2 separate regions of the Mus musculus genome follow, and region 1 is linked to region 2. A link is a contact called in public Hi-C data. All regions are on one chromosome and are shown on one strand. The core of a region is the stretch at or near the end of the contact, and the rest is flanking DNA. Distances in the headings are between cores, read along the strand shown.

Region 1 (2,935 bases), core at 355-2,854, 67 kb before region 2:
ATGGAATGGTGGAATTTTTTTCTACTTTCCTCTTGCTCATGTTGTCAGCTGAGGTCAAATAAGGCAACATTCTGCCTTCTCGCTGCAGCATGTTATAAACACATGTCGTTTCTGTGGTCTATCTAATGTCTCATTTGCCCCACATTTGTGAGTGATTTTTGCTATTTAACATGGCCCTCAAGCATTGTGCTAAAATGCCCATGTGTCATTTCCAGGTACAAAGTAATATGCGATGTATGGGAAAAGTATACATGCCAGACGTGCGGGATAGCTCTGTTGGCCTGCATCTCAATGCTAATGACTAGCATTGTCAGTCAAGAGGCCAACTTTTTATATTTATTTATATTTTAAGGATTGATGTCATAAGACACTCATGACCAAAGCTTACAGGAATGTGGCTGGCAATTCCCCAAGGAACAGTGATCCAGGATTTGCCAAGCCAGTTTCTGTGATGACTTTACAGAGCCATATTTACCTTAACTTCCTCACAGGATGAGTGCTGACTACACAAACCAACGAAGGAGCAAGTTTTCCATATCTGAGAGCACTTGGTTGAAACCATGTAGCATGGTCATCAATGTTTAGTGTGTTCTCACACAGGCTGCTGTGCCACATTGGCAGGTAAATGTGAGAGTTGGTCTAAAGTAATGGTGCTGTCCAGGAGAAGGAGGAAGCTGTGAGCTGGCCACAGAGCTGGAGACAGTGTTTCTAATGGAGAAACTTAGTACCTCAGAGGGCACGTGGGGACGTCCAGTTTCCATTGGGCTGCTTGTTACAGTGTGGTTGGAAGGTAGGAACATTCCTACCAGAACCTGGTGGTTAAAGGTGGGGAGTGTGACTTAGCATCCTACAGTGTACAGGACCCATGACCTAGGTAACGCTAGAATTGAGACTCCCTGGTTAAGATGGAAGCAGCTTCTAGAAAGGTCTGTCTGCTAGCCATCTGGGGTCACAGCCCAGGGTGCCTGTAGACAAGCCAACGGACAAGGGAATGTTATGACAGCCATGAATAACTGTTTTTACTGTGGGTTCCGGGTACATTTCCTGTGCTGGAAAATTCCACAGTATGTCTAGAAACATCAGCAAAGGTGTTTCCTCTGGCCTGTCATCACTCCGAGCTCCAGGCTGACTTTTTATTGTAAACTTTCTCTATGAAACCAGATGCGTTCTGTCTAGGAGTTAAGTCCTCACAGGATAGCAGGCATAGATAGGTAGCAACGAGTGTCAGCATCCCTGAGCCTGAGAGGTCAGGCTGGGAGCCCAGAGCTTTTGAAGACTCAAGTCAAGAGATAGCTCTCATGGTTCAGTGTGAGTGTGGGGCTTCTGCAGGCTTCCCTGATCCTGGCCCTGGTTCTGGCTCTCAGCTTGGAGCCTGAATTTCTGCCCTTGCTTCTCTCTCTCCTTGTTGTGCAATCTCAGACAATTCCCTTCGTTTCTGTTTTGCGCTGTTACATTTGAGAAGGGAGTAAGTCTTTCTGCATCCTAGATGATTTATCAGATTAAATGATCTCATGCAAACAGTGCCTGGAAAGGAACCTGGACCGCAGTAGATACAGTCTTAGCTGGGGCTGGCTTCCGTTCCCATTTAAGGAAGTCAGTGGAAAAGAACGTAGGAGAGAGGGCCCTGGTCTGGAGTCGAGATTATGAACTGGCAGCCAGCTAGGCTGCAGTTGACTGGCAGGTGTGCATGCTTTTAAATTTGTGCTCCAATGCCTTTGCAAGCATGGTCCATAGCCCATTTTCTACACCACCACTCTATCAAAAGCCAGTTCTGCCTTACACATGCAGTATCCTCTGCTCTTGGCTCCCTGAACAGAAGGGCAGAGGACACAGGAAGTTGTGGTAAACAGAGAGAGGAGAAAGGGATGCTATTTCAGGATTAGCCTCACAGTGAGCCAGCTGTCGCCACACAAACTTGGGTGTGCCTGCTGTTCATTAAAGCGCTTGGGACTTCTCAAGGGCTGGACCCAGCCTAGGAGTTCGGTGGCCATCAGCTTCCATTTCATAAGTCTTAGTAGCAACAAGGACCCTTTCTGGGAACCTTGAGGATGTGTTTGTAGGCTTCTGAGATCCAGCACTCTTCTCAGCATCTGTGGCTGCATCTCAAAGGAGCCACATGGCTTCCCATTCCTTCACCCATTGCTTGCTTTTTCTCCCTCAACATCAGCTTGCACCCCATACCTCTAAGCCTGGGCATTCCCGAAAAGACAGGAGTGTAAAATCAATGCATTACACTCACCCTTTCATTCCTACCAATTTCCGGTTATTATGTTCTGAAGGTGTAGAGTCTGTGCTTCTGCACAGGCTGAGTAATTTATTACATAATCATTTTTCCATGAGTATTTCTTCCTAGCTTTTTCATTTCTCTATTGATTTTTAAACTGCAATCAACACGGCCATTTGTGTTTAGATTCTTTATTACATTTATTTAGTGTGCGTGTGTATGAGTGTGTAAGTGCTTGCGTATGTGCACGCACAAGCATATTTACATATATGTGTACCACGATGTAAGTGTGGAAGTTAGAGGACAACCCTCATGAGTCAGTCCTATCCTTCTACGCTGTAGGTCTCAGAATTGAACTCAAGCTGTCAAACTTGGCAGCGAGTCCCTGCACTCACTGAGTCATCTCACCAGCCCTTTGTTCAATTCTTAACTCCAATAATGGCATCTCCTTCTGCATCTTCTAGCATACTGGGATTTGCCCATGGTAGGCTTCTTGATTTAGAGAGTGGGCATATGGCTTTGAATAGTGTCCCAGTTAACACATTTGACGGGTACATTTTCTGGGTTTAGAGTCTGAGGTTTTGATGTTTCTTCATATCTCAGTAATCAGTTTCCCCTGGAGAAAACATGTTTGCCCTGGCTCATTCCTTCCTTTAATTATGCAACTGTTGTCTCTTGGCTTAGACGAAGCAGTGGCCTCAGGCCAGCCTA
Region 2 (2,863 bases), core at 95-2,594:
GCCATTGCTAACTCTCCCATGCCCTTAAGCCACTGTGGCACTATACTTTGAGCCCAGGAGGCATAGGTCCACCATCCAGGAGGTTCATGAAAGGGCTCCCTTCTCCAGAATCTCATGCTGGCACATGGTCAAGGTCGTCCTCAGCCCGTATACCTGAGCCATCAGTAATGCTGCCAGCTCTGACTTCAGAATCAACAGCACTTTCTGTTGCCACATTCTTCATCTCTGGTCCACTGTGCCTTCTCCTGAGCCCATTCTGTAATCCACCCTTGTTTGTTATGTCACCATCCCTGCATAATGTGCTTATGGCAGACTGCCCTAAAGCCACTTCATTGACCAGTACCCTTCTCCCTTGCACATGTTCATTAAGGCTCAGGCTCTCAGCCCCTCTCCCAAAACCCTACTTCTATCTTCCATCTTCCGCTGTACCTCCATCTCCTCAGAGCAGATCTCCGATCACTCCTCCAGAATTGTCCTTTATCCCATGTCACTGGATCATATACCCATGTTGTGTCTTCCTGCCTAGAATTATCTTATTCTTCTACTTGGCTGTGATAAACTATCAGATAAGAAATGCACTGTGCTCAGGGATCCCCACAGGATAAAGATTCCATGGGAAGGAAGTAATTGAACTTGATCTTGAAACAGAAGTGTGATCTGCCAGGTTGGACAGAGGGGCTTTTCAGGTAGGGAATAGATTTAATGAAGGTACAGAGGCTAATGGGCATGTTACCATGTGAACATGACTTTTGAGCCATGTGTCTGTATTGCAACCTAGACACCAGTGCCACTCAGGGTGGCACTTGAATTTGTCCTGTGGACAGGAAAAGTCACCACATAGGCAACGATATACAAATGCTCTGGATTTACTCAGTGGGTTCAGGTATGGTTTGGTTGTGGAAAAGGGGTATTTTTTAAGAGACTGGGGTAACTGGGAGCCAAGCCTGGTGAGGTAGGGAGAGTGTGCCAATACCAGAAGCTACAGCTTGGATTGAGAACTAAGGAAGGGCCTGAACAATGAGGATTTTCTAACTCCATTTGAGCAACCACTTGGTGTTCTCATATGTGCTGGGTGTGGACCACTGTGTGAGATTAGCAACACCGGGGAAACAGCTGGGGGACCCACAGATCAACTGTTCCGGGAAGCACATACAGTTTCTATTGATAGTTTCCTGCTGCCTCTACTGGCTCAAGCTGGACAGAGCCAAAAGCCCTGCATAATGAGGGTCAGATGTCCCTTGTAATTCCACAGCCATATTGCTTTAAAAAAAAAAAAGACATCCAGATGTCAGTGCTATTTTGGACTAGTGTTCTGTGGAGCAGTTGGTAATGACCTCACGAGGGTGTGACTTTCGAGACCAAATGGCACAGCTGTTAGGAGCGAAGCTAGCTCTGCTCTCCCAGCCCTGTGTATCCCATGGACCTCAAATTCACAGCAAAAGCAGCATCCCCTGATCATAAGCCATTCTCTGCCTCTGCTAGGGTTCAGCACCATAGCCTCAGGCCCTCCTCAACCCTGGCTGCTTGGTGCACACAGAACTCCGGTGATCCATCTAGACTCAGGAGAAATCTCCTTGGACAGGGCCCCTATGTGCAAACAGGGACCTATGTTTCTTGCCTCCACCTTGCTTGGGTTGCAGGGAGGGCTTTCTTCACTCTGTGCCTGGGTTTCTGTATCCTAATGAACAGCACAGCATTGGCTGGATGGCAGGGCTGGAATCAGATGTGATGGTGTGTACTGTGGCTTTCAGCATTTTGCTAGGCATCGTGTGAATGCAGCAGATGTCCAAGCATAGGATGCTCCCTTGAGAGCTGGTTGAGAACAGCCTCATGGGTTCCTCCAGTCTAAACCCCAGGCCACTGGGGCTCAACAGCTTCCTGCTGCTAGTCCTGCAGCTTTTACTTGAATATCTCCAATCATGGGGAGACCAATCCTTCCAATGGTCTTTATTTCAGCATCTCCCACAGTGTGAGCATAAAATACACTGTGAAGCTTTGCAAACTTTATGGAGAAAGTATAGACTATGCCATTAGTAAGCTTATTATGCATATATCAATACATTTTATATTTGTGCTAGAATATTTCCTATTAGGTTTGTTTTTCAAGTTGTCTGAATAATATAAATATATATATACAGACATATATATACAGTATATATATGTATATATATATATATTTAACCATATATATATGTGTGTGTGTGTGTGTGTGTGTGTGTGTGTGTGTGTGTGTGTGATTTTTTTCAAGACAGGGTTTCTCTGTGTAGTCCTGGCTGTCCTGGAACTCACTCTGTAGCCCTGGCTAACCTCGAACTCAGAAATCCGCCTGCCTCTGCCTCCCAAGTGCTGGGATTAAAGGTGTGCGCCACCACTGTCCGGCTGTCTGAATAATATTGTGGGCTTCTCTTTGGGGAGGCTGTGTGCCCACATATGTGGTCACATATGTGCATGCGTGTAAAGACCAGAAGTCAAAGTATCATTTCCCTGGAGCTATCCTCCTTATTTTTTAAACAAGGTATCCCTCTAGGACTGGGCTTACCAGATTAGGCTAGTCTGGCTAGCCAGCAAGCCCCAGAGATCTGCCTGACCCTCCCTCCCTAGTGCTTGGGTTACAGTGAATGCTGCTACACTTGGCTTTTTTCGCAGCTTCTGTGCACCAAACCTGGGTCCTCCTGCTTGTGCAGGAAGCACTTTACTGACTGAGCCATCTCTCCAGCCTTCTGAAATCATATTTAATAGGTGTTGCATTAAGTAAAGCATATTATGAAAATCAATTTTGCTTCTTATGTTTTACTTTTAGGAAGTGGCTACTAGTAAAATCCAAGCTACTTTTGTGGTTCCCACTCTGCTATTCATAAACAGA

Evidence for each region. A called contact is a pair of places that touch in the nucleus more often than the background predicts.
Region 1: a contact with region 2 is called in a Hi-C map of myocytes, with 1.6 times the contacts expected there. The contact joins two enhancer-like sites. A contact is called at or near these places in 5 of 484 Hi-C or Micro-C datasets (the HL-1 cell line, adipose-derived mesenchymal stem cells, cardiomyocytes and 2 more) and 1 of 115 datasets of contacts at active chromatin or transcription factors (heart atrium).

What each region holds. Positions count from the first base shown.
Region 1 is chr7:74,457,515-74,460,449 of GRCm38.p6, reverse strand. The region is part of intron 2 of Slco3a1 (solute carrier organic anion transporter family, member 3a1); the gene reads left to right. Among named protein-coding and RNA genes, the nearest start is that of Slco3a1, 96 kb to the left of the region's middle. Within about 2 kb of position 1,604, at least 88 of the 459 cell types and tissues checked have an H3K27ac peak or open chromatin away from gene starts, as enhancers often do. A contact at or near this core is called in heart atrium and myocytes, where this site is marked.
Region 2 is chr7:74,390,037-74,392,899 of GRCm38.p6, reverse strand. All of the region lies in intron 2 of Slco3a1 (solute carrier organic anion transporter family, member 3a1), which reads left to right. Among named protein-coding and RNA genes, the nearest start is that of Slco3a1, 160 kb to the left of the region's middle. Within about 2 kb of position 1,344, at least 23 of the 459 cell types and tissues checked have an H3K27ac peak or open chromatin away from gene starts, as enhancers often do. A contact at or near this core is called in heart atrium and myocytes, where this site is marked.